2 separate regions of the Gossypium hirsutum genome follow, and region 2 is linked to region 1. Evidence: chromatin contacts called from public Hi-C data. All regions are on one chromosome and are shown on one strand. Each heading gives the region's core, a stretch centred on a gene start, on an enhancer-like site or on the middle of the called end of the contact. The rest is flanking DNA. Distances are from core to core; before and after follow the strand shown. Region 1 holds the start of LOC107890019 (sister chromatid cohesion protein PDS5 homolog A). Region 2 holds the start of LOC107888982 (transcriptional adapter ADA2b).

What was found. A called contact is a pair of places that touch in the nucleus more often than the background predicts.
Region 2: a contact with region 1 is called in a Hi-C map of leaf, with 2.8 times the contacts expected there. The contact joins the promoter of LOC107888982 here to the promoter of LOC107890019 in region 1. A contact is called at or near these places in 7 of 34 Hi-C or Micro-C datasets (callus, hypocotyl, leaf and 1 more).

Annotation. Positions count from the first base shown.
Region 1 is chrA09:58,360,337-58,368,183 of Gossypium_hirsutum_v2.1, forward strand. LOC107890019 (sister chromatid cohesion protein PDS5 homolog A) reads right to left here and starts at 4,170. Exons shown (of 33, transcript XM_041077745.1): 1 at 3,775-4,170; 2 at 802-1,005; 3 at 46-227. The coding sequence starts at 3,867.
Region 2 is chrA09:58,589,092-58,596,938 of Gossypium_hirsutum_v2.1, forward strand. LOC107888982 (transcriptional adapter ADA2b) reads right to left here and starts at 2,814. Exons shown (of 13, transcript XM_016813261.2): 1 at 2,433-2,814; 2 at 1,203-1,258; 3 at 324-502; 4 at 69-134. The coding sequence starts at 2,485. LOC107890253 (non-specific lipid-transfer protein) reads left to right here and starts at 5,607. Exons shown (of 2, transcript XM_041077748.1): 1 at 5,607-5,943; 2 at 6,893-7,167. The coding sequence starts at 5,655. The coding sequence ends at 7,044.

The DNA.
Region 1 (7,847 bases), core at 2,920-5,419:
CTTTGCTGAAAAGAGCAAATACATAAACTGGGATATAGAACACACCTGACAACAGCAAAAAATGTACTGAACATTTCATTCACCAGATCATCACACTCAAGATCCAGCATAACAACACATGATCTATATTTCGCAAGAGTCTCCAAAATGACAACTCTCCTTCCAAAAGATGGGCCATTGGTGTCACTCAATCCATTAAAAGTACCAACAATCAGATGAAATATATCCTGCAAGCATGACACATCAATCACACAGGAGTTCAGTAGACATTTTATTAGTTTACAAGTAGGGTGAGCATTAATCAGTTACAAAATATTTAACAGACTGAACCTATCAAATTTTATTAATTCTGTTAGGTTTATTCAGTTATAAAATCAATTGCTTTTGAAAATAGATTTATTTGTTGGTTCAGCCAGTTATCGGATTTCAAAATTGATAACCAAATAGGCCAAACTAACCAACCTTTGTATTTTTAATTTTAAATATATTTTATATGATATATAGTAATTTAAAATTATAAAAGTACATCGTTGATATTATATAATATATTGCATAAAACATAATATACATCATTTTTATATAATAATAAAACTTCCTTTTTTTTTTAAATAGTTAAAAACAACCAAACCAAGTCGGTTTCAATTTTTTAGTTAAAAAATTTAACTTGGTGATTTCAATCATTTTTATAAGTTAATTCATTTTAATCTGTTTTCAGAATTTTTCATCAAACCAACTGAATGCTCACCCGTACTCATAAGAAATCCAGACCACAAACAGTCAACCTTCATGAAAGAAATGCACCTTTAAAACGTCATCGTTATATGGCGCTTCTGGAGCAGTAATACGAGTTATCTCACAAATACAGGTTGCAACTAGAAGTTTGGCATCCCTATCTTGATGCTTGAGCAATTCTGGCTTGACAATTGCATTTAGAAAGGGCTGCATTGATTCCACTGTTGTTGATGGAGGAGATTGATCAAGCTCAGAAAGACATGTAGCAGCTTGCTGCAGATTCAAGGACAAAACATGGAACAACCAAATTAAAGTTCACACCTGATTTCGATTGGCATGAAATACATATATGCACAGGTAATAGCATCTAACAAGATATGCAAGCATTATTAAATGGTATATTTTACCATACCCACAAGTCACTAAGGTCCAATGCCAGATATGCATCAATAACATGATAAAGAATGAAAGGTGAACTATCAATATAAATAGGAAAAGCATAAAATATAACATATAAAACAGTAGGCACTATAATGATAACATTTGGATGGATTAAGTAAAAGGAAGCTTTTAATTTTTACATATTAGTATAAAGTGTTTAATCAAGACAGCCACAGGCTAGATTTGATAATGAGTGACACAGTTTCAATAGGCAACCTATAATCGACCTAAAACATTTGGTAGATTCAGAAATATATATGTAATACACATACATATACATACATAGGATTTACCCACCTAAACCCCTAACACAAGAGAAGAAAGAAAAAAGAAATATAGAAGTATTTGTGCATTTTTTACTCAACAGCAGAAGGCAATATAACAACCATAATAACCTAACAAATCAATTGACCAGACTCATAAGATCCAAGTTTTTACTTATAGTAGACTTCAAAATCAGAGGAACTCTATTTTCACATACTCCCAAGTAAGCAGCAGCTGTGGTTTATTTACAGCATCATTACACACTAATACATATTTGCCACTGTGGTAGTCATGCGTTTAAAACAGTTTTGGAAAATAAAATGCAGAATCCATAATTCAAACCGACTGAAGGACAAAATGCATATTAGTTTTCCACTCAACAACCGGTATATTCTGGCCTACCAACATGAAAGATTGCTATTTCTTTCATGCATAACAAGATGCCTCTTCAGCCCATTAGCAAAATAATAAATTCACCATCAGAGATCCCACTCAACCACAAGTATATTAAGGTCAACCAAAATATAAGAACTGCCATTTCTTTCATGCATAATAAGATGCCTCTTCAGCTCATTGGCAAAGTGATAAACTCACCATCAGAGGTCCCAAACATCATGTACTACAAAAATAAAAGCAATGGATATTCAATAAAATCACTTTGACTACGCTTGGTTAAGACGAAAAATCCTTTACAAACTAGTTATTGCTGCTTGAGAAACCTAACCACTTCTTCGTAGATCAGGCATTTGCGTACCAGTGGAAGCTTAATCAATCATTCATAAACTAAAGGAAGGGCAACATGATTGTTTAGTCATGTGCAAAACTGAAGAATGATAGTCCAGTATGGAAAAGTGATTCAATCCAAGCAGAAAAAAAAAATGAAAGAGGGAGGTAGTGTGAAACAACATCTTAGATGGGTTGATATCATTAAAGATCAGTTAGCTTTTAATAACCCTTTTGAAGGATATAGCCCTCACCAAAACAATGACTAAAATTGATTACTGTTGCCAGTCCCATATAATTCTGTGTCTTAGAGGAAAACTTTTGGGGGTTGATTACGCATACCAGAATACCCCTCAGAGCCTTCCCCAGGACCAAAACCACAATGAAAATTCCAAACTAAGACCAGGCCCAGATATGCTTGTTTGACCCTGTTATACAAAATAGTGGGTGGGTGTTGCAATCCATGAAGGGCAACCTAAATCAAAGATTTGTGATGTACTAACGTACTTGAAGATTTGAACTATGGAACGGGTTATCAATCATTCTTATGCATGGGTGCCATTTTATCACTCATTTACAGCATTCGTTGCACTTATTATTGTGCACAATTCAGATTCAAACTTGAAAAGTAAAATGCCAAGCACGGTCCAGGCTCCGGGCATAGCACACTGCTGTTGATTTAGGCCTGATTCACTGCCTTGAGGAACCATGGTCTTGTCAGAAACATATTTGGAGATCCAATTACTTGACACAATCACAACAGAACATCCTAACCATATTACAATAGATTGAGTTTTTAATAAAAATTGCAAGGCCTGAACATTCATCATATCATCTACCAAATTATGGGAATAAAACATGTCAGAAACCCATTTTGGGAAAAAACATGTAAGTTGGAGACACGTCTACGAACTGGAAAACAACCCTAATTCAACCAATTTTCATGAAATTTGCATTACGACCAACTTCCTCTAACAAAGTGAATTCATCACAGAGGTTCATGATAACCTATTAACCTTTTAAAACCTAAGTAAACAAAAAACTTAACCGTGAATAAACCTCACAGCAGCTAGGAAGCTCACTCGAATTAAGTAATTCAATTGAACTTCAAAACAAAAGACTAAAACCTGCATAGTTTCTTGTACAGATACCTTAATTCAACCAAATTTCTAGAACCTCGCATCTAATTACGAACTAACTTCCTCTAAGAAAGCGATTTCATGAAAGAGGTTTATGACGCCCTATTAAAACCCAAAATCCTAAGGAAAGAAAAGGCTTAAGTGCAAGTAAACCTCACAGGCTAGGAAGCTCGCTCAAATGAAGTAATTCAATTGAACTTTCAAAAAACAAATACGGAAACTTACAAAGTTCTTGTACACATACCCTAATTCAACCAAATTTCATGAAACTCGCATCTAATTAGGAACTAGCTTCCTCTGGGAAAGCAAATTTATAGAAAAGAGGTTCATGATACCCTTTTAAAACCTAAAATACTAAGGAAACACAGAAAAAAAAACAACTTAATCGTGAATAAACCTCACAGCAACTAGGAAGCTCACTCGAATTAAGTAATTCAATTGAACTTTTTTAAGAAAAAAGGAGAAGCATGCGTGCCTTTAAGAGCTTAAGAAGAGCGTCTTTGGAAGAAGGAGGAGAGTGAAGCTTGGATCCCAACTCCTTGAGCTGCTGTTCCAACTTCTGCGCCATTTTCCAATCCGTATATTTTTTCTTATATTTTTTTCTGTTTACAAAAACAAAAAGCAGAAGCTCATGGACTTTCAGACTCGAGAACCATTACCGAGCTGACATGCATACATAGAGATTCAAGGAAGAAACAAAGAAAAAAATTGAATTTTTTTTTTTAGATTTAATAGTTTGGGCCTTTTGCCTTTATATTTTTCTCCCTCCCTCGTTTCTTTTCTTTTTTTCTCTACTCTGGTCTGTGGTTTTTTTCGATTTCGAATACGGACGCGAAATATGAAATTAAAATGAGCTCTAAATACTTACTTAAATTCCGCCCACATGCTGACTTCCATACTTATTTACGTGCTCCGTCTCCTTTTCTGCCTTTGGTTTTTTTGGTTAAATTTTACTATTAGGCCCTGTACTTTTGTGAAAATTATATATTTAGTCCCCATATTATGGATTTAGTCACTTTATTTTTCTAATTGGTCAATTTTAATCCCTATACTTTTAAAATTTTGAAATTTTCATCCTAACTCAAACAATAACAGTTAAATACATTTGTTTAAACTCAATTATTAGCTTAGTACTATGCGTATAGTTATAGATTTGGTTCATATTCTCCAATTAGATCATTTTAAGTCCTTATACTTTTCGAATTTTGAAATTTCAATCTTGACGTAGAATGATAGTTGTTAATCCATCAACAAGATTTTTAGTAAGTAATATGTAGAAATAACAAGTTGACATAGCATTACACATATTATAATATGCTTGGCGTATCAGATTTTGAAAATAGTAGAACTTAATGAATTAACAATTACCGTTTCGTAAGGATCAAAATTTTAAATTTTGAAAAGTACAGGGACTAAATATAACCAAATTAAAGTAGAGAAATAAAATCAATAACTTTTGCAAAGTATAGAGACTGTGGTAGAGTTTAACCTTTTACATATTATAATATGCTTGACGTATCAAATTTTAAAAATTACCGTTTGATAAGGATCAAAATTTTAAATTCTGAAAAGTACAGGGACTAAATATAACCAAATTGAAGTAGAGAGATTAAATCAATAACTTTTGCAAAGTATAGGGACTGTGGTAGAGTTTAACCTTTTCTTTTATATTTTTATGGTTTTTTGTTTTTTGCACTTTTACTTGATTTTACTTTTTTATTTCCGGTTTGCCTCGTTAATTTTTTAGTTTTAAAAATTTTGAATGTATTTTACTTCTAACGGTAAATTATCTCAAAAGTCACTAAATTATTAGTAAATTTATATTTTGTTTACTTAATTTTAAAAAGTTACAAAATGATCATTGAATTATTCGAATATTTTCATGCAAGTCACTGAACTATTTGAAAGTTTTATTCAAGTCACTGGGCTATTAAATTTCTTTTTTAAGTTCAACTAGTGAGCTTCAAGCGACAATTTGAAATTGTATAGTGGATTAGCACCAATCAACAAGTAGAAGAACATAAATTAGATCTAAATTGATCTGTCGGTCAGTGTTAGATATCGAAGAAGAAACCTATGGATTTTGGTTTGTAGATTTGTGACATTCAAAGTTGTTTCATGAAAAAAATTGAATTGTAGAAGAGAATGGGAAGGAGAGCTTTCGATTGATACAAGTTGTGGTAACAAAGAAGATCGTACAACAACAATTTTAATTATCCAGTGACTTATATAAAAACTTGAAAATAGTTCAGTGACCGTTTTATAATTTTTTAAAATTGAGTGACCAAAAAGTAAACTTACTAAAAGTTTAATAAAATGTAGTTTACCCTACTTTTAACTATTATGGTTGAAAAAATTAAATTAGAAGTTAAATCTATTAGATTTTCAATTCTCAATTCAATGAATTCAATCAACTAAATCGAATGGTATAATTTATAATCTATAATTCTATAATGTATATATAAAAGCATGAGTTTGGAAAAACTTTTAAACCGACCAAAATATCATTTATTTTCCATCATATTATTAAATTCACATTTAAAAATAATTATAATATTTAATTTAGAACTATTAGTTTAAAAAGTTGAAACAAAATAGAAGTTGTGTAATCATACATTCAAAAATAATTAGAATTTAAATTATAATTATTAGTTAAAAGGAAATGTGCTAATTTTAAAATAGAATTATTATTTAAATTAAAATCTAAGTATAAAATATAGGGAAAAAATTGTGATAATTATAATTGTAATTTACAATTATTAGTTTAATTTTTTAGGTAAACAAAAATTGTGTTAATTTTATTCATATGAATAGACTTATTACTTGAATAGAATTCTAAACATCTTAAATATCAATTAATTAATATTAAAGTTAATTAGGTTAATTAGTTATTATTTTTAATAATGTTACTTAGCCTTAATTACATAAAGTAAAAATATATTGTATGTTGAATATGGTAAAATGCTTTAATTATCATTTGAAAATTTTCTATTATAATATTTAAATTGATAAGCTAATATATTTTAGTTATACTCAATAATTCAAATAAGAAATATTATTTATGTTAAAAACTGTAATTAAAAATATAATATTTAAAATTTTGATTAAATATTTATTGGTAGAAAAAACTAATTAAATATTTGGTAGAAAAAACTAATTAAATATTTGGTAGAAAAAACTAATTAACTATTAAATGCGCAAAATCACATACAAAACAAATGATATTAAAAGTTAATTGTTTCAAAATTTAACAATAATTTAAAAATTCATAAAATTGAGAAATTATTAAAAAAAAGGAAATTTTATATTTAAAAAATGAAAAATGAAAATAGACCAAAACATAATTAAAAATATCATATTTTTGTTTTTTTTTATTATTAAAAGTTATGTTAGGGATCAACTCGATTAAGTTAAGAACAAGTAAAAATAGCAGAAAATTGAGAAATTGAGTACACAAATTTAACGTCGAAAAACTCCTCCAAAGAGAATAAAAAAACCACGGGCAAAAATAAATTTACAATAATGATAAAAGAACAAAAAGTACAAAAGATGGAGATAAAAAAACTAAACCCTGAAACTCGAAAAAAGTAACTTTTTAAAACGTAAATACAAAATTCTTCAAAAAGTGTTATGAGTTCTAATATTTTAATGGGTGTATTTTCTAAGGTTGTAAAAGAGCCTATTTATATGCTAAATTTGTAGGTCAAATAAATTGTGCTAATAAATGTTAAATATATTATACTAAAAAATAGTAAATCTTCTAGAAAGGAAATATATTTTGCTTAACTTGACTTGTAAGTAATCTCTTATTTAACAGGAATTTGGTTCACACAACCCTAACAATCTCCAACTTAATACGAATTCTCACAACGCCATCTTTGTCAAAACCCGCCATGGCCTATCTTGAACTATGTAGGAAACTAACTGAGTCGAATCTATGCTTAGAAGTTGGAAGACTTCTAGCCTTCGACTTGTGCACTGCCAAATCAAAACTAACCTAGGTCTAATTTTCACGAACACGGTGCCCTAACTTTTCAGAACTTGCATCCAAAAGAGAACCTCTCTTCAACGAAACGGTCATACCTTTTTCCCTCCTATGACCAAGTTCCCTCCTCTCCAAACAAGTTATGTAACACCCTATACCCGTAACCCACGCTGGGGAGGAGTACAAGGCATTACCTAACTTGATCTCATGCATACAACCAATCTCAAGTCACCGAGACTTGATCCAACTTAAAACTTTTTCAATATCTACTTTAAACTTCTTATTATGGGCCTATGAGCTCCAAATCAATCATTTAAAACTATTCGGAACCATTCCGGATCCTTAAATCAACCTTAAGAAATTCGCCTTTAAAATAGGGCACACGCCCGTGAGGAAGAGTAACATGCCCTTGTGACCATTTCGACATGGTCGTGCTGAAGGCCCATGTGGCTCACACAGCCTAAGCACCCTGGGACACGCCTATGTCCCACACCTGTGTAGAATTAATTTCTAATTCACAGCTACAAGGGTTTTCACATGGCTAGACACACACTCGTGTCCCT
Region 2 (7,847 bases), core at 1,564-4,063, 230 kb after region 1:
AACAAATCAAGAAGGACCAAACATAACTTTCTTCACTGCTTTAACTTTGAGTATGAACATAGAAATACCTCTAGAAGCAAAATTTCATCATCTGCATTCCAGTCAGGACAGATAAGGGGAAAAGATAAGTTGTCCTGTTAATCAAAACTCTGTTGTCAGCACTGAATCATAACAAAAACAAAGGTACATAAACAGATATGAGATACAGAAACATGAGCAAAAATGAAGTTCATCAGAAGCTATACATTAACATAAACAACAAAAATGACAATTCAGTATGACATCAGGACAGGAAAAATTGTTTCCTCAAGGCTTTTACTAACCATGACCCTGTAAAGATGGCAGCTTTTATGAGGTGTAACCTCAGCTCCAACAGAAAAGCACTCTATACATAGGTCGAAATCAGGACAAATAGCACATTTGATACGGATTTTTCCTGTGATGTCCTTGTTGCAATAATTGCAGTGGTATAAAGCTCCTTTCCCTTCACTTGTTCCTTGACCTAGCTCCGAAAAGGATATAAGATCAGGAATAGATGGAAAAGGGTCAAAATAGCTCGCAAATGAACAAAGAGAATTGCCTTGTTCTGAAGAACCAAAAGTATTTAGAATACTTAGGGAGGATCAATCATTTTAAAATAATCACAAAATCACCAGCACCATACCATGGGCTCTAGAATCTTGATAACAGCTAATCATAATACTATGTATCTAACAACTTATTAGAACTTTTCCAAATGCAATATATGCATAGCCAATCTGCTTTAGATAGAATTATGGGTCAACTTTTAGCAACTATATCAAGGTCTACAGTAAAGATAGAATATAGCAAAACAGAATATCAACTTTTTTAAGTTTTAGGCAGCAAAGTCTCTACATTCAGAGGGTCTTTACCCTCTAGGTTCTAGAAAAGGTGATTTGCAAGGTTCCAAATATTTAACAATTCCTTTTTCTCATAAAAATAAAATGGCCACTGTTATCTCTTGAAACTGTTGCATTTGTAGCCAAAGACTTGTATCATAATACTAGAAAATGGCCCTTGACACACTCTCCATATGGCTCTGCTATAAATTTCCATTACTAGATGAAAACATTGATATTTTGGTTATCTTATTTTTATCAATTAATTGCATCATAGAAAAGAACTTTTCACTGCAAAATTCATTCTGAGAGGGTTGCATTTTGAAAATCGTAGAAAAGCACCTGAAGAAGAAGATTCTAAATTTTCTCCAGCAGAGGCATTCTTTTTTCTCCTTGATCTGCATAACAAGAAAGGGGTATTTAAATGAAGCAACCCAAAAAAGAGAATCATGAAAACCCCATTAACTGATTATATCACAATATAAAGGGGAAAAAAAGAAGCTGTTAACCAGTTAATAGTTAATTATTACACAAACAAACGGAAGAAGACGTAAACAATCAAAAGGAAAACAAGACAACAATGATTCATCCTTTGCTATCATAATTCATTACAACAAGTGATGTTAGATTCTGAGTATGTAAAATTCACCATAAGAAAGAAACCTCAAAGTTAATGAACTAATAATCCAGTATGATTAAATGGCAGAGTAGATAATCAAATCTATTAAAATAGATAATACCCCTAATCATAGCCCCTGTTTATTTAATCACTTTATATTTCTCAAAATCATCACAATGAATTTGTTATACCGAGTTATGAGCATGCTAGAGCCCAAAAAAGGCTCAAACTCACAAGAGCTCAAGCATCCAACATCACCAACTGTTGACAAAGGCAGCAAACCACCTGGCACAACAAGTAGCTGACAGAGATCAACTACCTTGTCAGAAAATGACTCCAAGCAACCAACAGTTATATGGCTGACAAACTGATCACTAGGCACACCAGGACGCCAACACGGCCAGTTGGACAGCCAATAAGCATGCTTCATGCAGCCCTTCGAACAGTTCAAAGACTAAGCATAAATACCTAAAGTACGACTAGACTTCTCTCTCTACACTCTCATGTCATTATCGTGCTTAAGCTCATACTTCCGTTTCCATCTGATAACACCCTTTAGTAACTTGAGAATTGAGCATTATGGAGCATAAGCTTCGGCGCTCTATCTCACGTTAGGAACCCATATTCTCTAAGCCCCGCTTACCTTCCTCGAAGAGTACCGTCAAGGTCAGTCAATCACCAAAAGAGCATCAACAGTATTATTGCACATAAGTGAACATTTTACAAACAGGTCCTAGTGTTCTTTCTACTAACTAAAAAAAAAGGAGAAACTGAAAATGCAAAAGTTCGAACTCGAACCAACAGTTCTAATTTCTGAAAATAATCTTAGCCCTTCACCATGCAAGCTAAAATGCAGATTTCTGAATGACAAGTTCTTTCTTAAAAAAAAAACATACAAGTTAACATAATAATTCTTCAAAATGAGGAAATTAAAGAAAGAAATGATGACTAACCTCTGGGTAGGATCCTCATCAGCAGAATGAAAATTCCCGCGAGAACGACCCATTGAAAATTTGAAGTACTGAACCCTAGTTTCTCAATGAAGTAAGGAACTTTGACAAAGACCTTTCGGTAAGGAAAAGCAGCTTACAGAAAAAAAAGTTAATGAATTTGATGGGTTTAGCTGAAATTCGTAAAATTCCCAGAAATTTTGAATCTTTATGAGGATTGGGAATTGAACGAATTCAGTTGTTTGTTTATACTAATAATTATAATAATTATTTTACTATATCTGCAATTAAGCATATTGTTTGGCAGTTCGATTTATATACTGCCAATTCCAAACAGCTTTTTTTTGTGTTTTTCTTTCTTAAATTCATTTCTGAAACAAAACCCTTTTATTTATTTTTTTTCTTTAAAAAATATTAATTACCATTTGAGCCTTGAATTTTACAAATATTTTTATTGTTTTGGTACTTAAAATTTTATTTATCTTGTTACTTAAATATCTCATTTTATCTTAAAATTATCAACATCTAATAAAAATATATTATGTTTCAGATTTTTTAAATAAACTGGAAAAACTTTAAATATTAAAATAAAAAATATATATAATTCAAAAGTAAATAGCGAATTAATCCTTAATAGTAAAAGAGACTTGCTCCGGTTGGCTCTAGGTTTTTAATTAATTAATTAATTATTATTTCCTTTTTTAATTACATATTGAATGGCAATTGACATTTTTATTTTCATTTTTTCCTATTATCTTCTATCTAAAGATGATCTGCTCCTATCAAGTGTACCAGAGTACAAATTAAAATTGCGTCCAAAAAGATGGGAAAAAATGTCATGAGACTAGTACTAAAGAGAGGATTAATGTCTTTTCTATTTAATAATAGTAATAATCGAAATAAGATTAGATGTTAACTTGCTATAGTATAGTTCTGGTAAACTTATAGTTTTACTCAAGGGTTTATTTTTTGGTGAGAAAATTTTGAAGTGTTGTTCGTTATATAATTAATCGGCTTCTTAATAATTGAAAGTATTGTATTTTAATGAAAATTTTGTTTGTTACATTCTCCCAAAAGCAGGGGTGAAGCCAAAAAAAATTTTTAGAGGGGTCGGATAAAATTTTAATTTTTTATAGTTTATATCTTTATAATTTGTAAAAAATTAAATCAAATTTTTATAATTTTAGGGAGGTCAAAGTGAAATTTTACCTTTACTAATTTAAAATTTTTAAAAAAATCTAAGGGCTTAAAATATAATTTTATATTTTAGGGGGGTAAGGGCCCATGCCAGCCCCCTGCTACGGCCCTGCCCAAAAGTTAATGTATCATAAATAGTTGCCCGAAATTAAATTTGAAGTATTTTAGTTGGTCAACCTACAAAATTCAAGAGAAAGAAATTAACATCTTGCATGTAATTTAAGTGGTCAACCTACAAAAATTAAAGAGAGAAAAATCAACATCTTGCATATAATTTAAGTGGTGTTGTAGTTGCAAGTGTTTTATATAAAGATCATGTTAATGGTTCAAGTTCTTTCACATATAGGTGAGCTCCACAATTATACATGCATGTTAATACTTTTCACTTGAATCTTGCAGTTCCATCAATCCAAATTCTACGAGCTCTATGAACCAAGTCCCATCAAATAGTTGTAGGATATGACCTCATGGCAGTAAGAGATTACGCAATAAATTTACATCAACATTCGACAAAAGAGTCCTATATATCAACCAGTAGCGTATTTAGACCTATTTTTAGGGGTCTCTAAAATATAAAATTATTATTTAGGCTTTTAAAAATTTTTAAATATTTTAAATTAGTAAAGGTAAAATTATATTTAGCCCCCTAAAAATATAAAAATTTAATTTAATCTTTTAAAAATTATAAAGATATAAGGTATAAAAAATTAAAATTTCATCTGGCTCCCTTAAAAAATTGTTCTGGCTTCACCTCTGATATCGACCAATGTTCAACATAAAAATTTTAAAGAGTAAATTGCACATAACATCATTAAATTATTAATAAGTTTATATTTTAATTATTTAATTTTAAAAGGTTACAAAATATTAATAATTTATTTAAAAATTTTCATTTAAGTCATTGAACTATTCAAAAGTTTTTATTTAAGTCACTTAGCTATTAATTTTTTTTTTAAAAAAAGAAAAACAACATGGCCAACAAGCTTTGAGCGACGATTCAACGATCAATATGGTGGATCAATGTCCATCAATAAGTAGAAGAACATACCTTAAATTCAAATTAATCTAATCGTTAGCGTTGGAGATTGGAAAAGAAAATTATTTGGATTTTGGCTCGCAGATTCATGACATTTAAAGATGTTTAATGAAAAAAATTAAAATAGAAGAGAAGGGGAATGAGAGCTTTTGATTAGTGCAAACAATGTGAATAGAGAAGCCATAGAATATCAATTTTAACAGTTGGGTAACTTAAATGAAAACATTCAAATAGTTTAGAGACCATTTTGTAACTTTTTAAAACCAAGCAACCAAAACATAAACTTACTAATAGTTTAGTTGCCTTAGGTGTAGTTTACCCTATTTTTAAAGATTAAAAGAAATTAGCCATTTCAGGTAAATAGAATAATCAAAAGTGTCTATAAAGTTTCTATACTCTTTGAAAATTTAGAATTTAGTTCTTATACTTTCATTTTCAAGAATTTAATACTGTTATTTTTTAAATTTCAAAATTCAGGTATAAATGTTAACACTGTTAATTTTTTTGTTAAATTCAAATTCATTACAACGTCATTTATTTAATTACATGGCTATCGAGTGAGTATTTTTTATTTCGAAATGTCACACCAACAAATTTAACAGTGTTAGTAGTTGGATTAAATTTTAAAATATGAAAAGTAAAGTGACTAAATTCCTAAAAATAAAAGTACATGGATTAAATTCTAAATTTTTGTAAAGTACATGGACTTTTATGACAAATTTTAATTTATTTTCTTTTCTTATTAACAACACAACCACCAACATGTAACGGAAGAAGATGAGTGAACTGTGAAGACCCATTTAAAGCTAAAAAAACCTAATGTGATTAATGAATGAAGATTTTGATGATTTTTTCCTAGATTACAATAATCAAACTCTCTTTAGTGATAGAATCCAAATTGACCCTATAAATAAGTGGCAAAGGGTCTAGTCCTAGTTGCGGGGTTAACAACTAAATCAAGCATTTCTTCTTCTTTTTCAATCTTTTTACAAATGGAAAAGAAATTGAATGGTGTGTTTTGGTGTGTTGGGGTATTAGGGTTAGTGACAGTGGTTTTAACAGTGCATGCAATCACATGCGAAGAAGCCGTACAAACACTAATGCCATGCGGGGCATACTTGACGACCCCTGCACCCTCACCCACCCTCGCTTGTTGTCAAGCCGTGGCTAGCGTTAATGCATCGGCCAGCACCACTCAGTCACGTAGGGATCTGTGCGAATGTTTCAAAAAGAAGGCCCTAGTTTATGGGGTTGATCCTCAGAAAGCCAAGCAACTTCCTGGTTTGTGTGCTGCTCAAGTTCCTTTTCAGTGTGATCTATCAGTCGATTGTCAGCAGTACGTAGTATTTTTTATTATTTATATACTAGGGTTTATACTTTATCATATGGTATAATTGATAAAAGTATAATAGACATTCTTGTATTAGGAGTTAAATTGCATTTTGCTCTTGTTACTAAAAGAATGGGCAAGTACCTTAGATCAAAGAACTAATTGGTCTTTCTATTAAAAACTCCATCAATTTCTACTATTAAGTGATGATGTGTCACTATACTTGGTTGCTTGAATTAGTCTCCTCATGTAAGCATGAAGTACATGTGGCACATTATGTGTCGCTATTTGAAGCGGTGAAGCCAGAACAAATTTTTAGGGGGCCGAATGAAATTTTAATTTTTTATAATCTATATCTTTATAATTTTTAAAGGATTAAATTAAATTTTTATAATTTTAAAGGGTCAAAGTACAATTTTACCTTTACTAATTTAAAATTTTAAAAAAATTCAATGGCTTAAATAAAAATTTTTCATTTTTGGGGGGGTCAGGGCCCCTGCCAACCACCCTGTATTCGCCTTTGGCTATTTGGTTGCTTTGTCAGAATGACTGGTTTGCTCTTTTAGTTAACATATAAATACTAATTTATCATTTCTTAATAGAGATAGTAAAATACAATCTGACTTCTAATACAAAAGTCTCCATATTATTCTTTTATCAATATTACACATGATTAGTCAACCAGAAAATAACTTACTTAGAATATTACACATGATTAGTCAACCAGAAAATAACTTACTTAGAAAATAAAGTTATATGAATTTACTTTTAAAAATTAATTATCATTTAATTCACTAAAATCAATAAAATTACATTTTATTTTCATCGTTCCATTTTTTCAATGCTTGTTTGAACTGAATTATATAAGCAGGCTAACTTTCTCTCCTTTTAAACATGCAGCGTCCTATAGGCATAGGCAATGGAGTTACAAGGCATTCCACCCCCCAAGAATAAACAGAAGAGCAAGCATCAATAACTTCAGAAAGGAATTCATTAACTTTGTGTTGTGGAGGACTTTCGTTTCTTGTTTATCTGATATGAGATATTTATGAACAATAAAAAGAATTATCCTTTTTTGAATAATGTTATGATATTTTAGCGCTAAAAATATAGACTTCAAAATTTTATAATATGCATAAATTGTCTCAATAATATAAGATATTTTCATTTTTAGGTTACATCGCATCCGCATTATCTGTCCATAAATTGATATTGTCATTTCACGTGTCTCTAAAAATTTGTTATTCAAAGGTACGCCTCCTTTACCTTTAGCTTAGGAGCTCCTCATTTGCGAGTCAACAATACAGCACCTATAACACGGGCAGGTTTATGGTCAAAAATAGAATTTTATTCATGATTATGATATGTCATTAAAAACAAATCAAGATTAAAAATAAAGTTATCTTGATTATTTTAAATTTTTTAATGATATATTATCATACAATTTATTAATAATTTATAAAATTATATATTATTAATACATAAAATTTAAACTTGTAAAGCATTTTCTTGTATTGCATATATAATTAGGTTAAAATATAATAATATTATAGTTTATCAACAATTGTTTAGTGAAGTGGTAATGTATATTATATTTTAAAGATTTTAAAATAGACAACCATGAACTCCAAACATAAATCACTTATTAATATCAAAAAAATTAATACTATATAATTTGTATACCCTGATCAAATGTATAAATCCAGAGGCTATGTAATATAATTCTTTCGAGGCCGTACATATAAATTTATAGGAGTTTTATTTAGGCTAAAATTTGACACTTAAATTTTATTTTAATTTAATTATTTTATATATATTTTATTTTTATAATATTATTAGTGTATTCAAATTATTA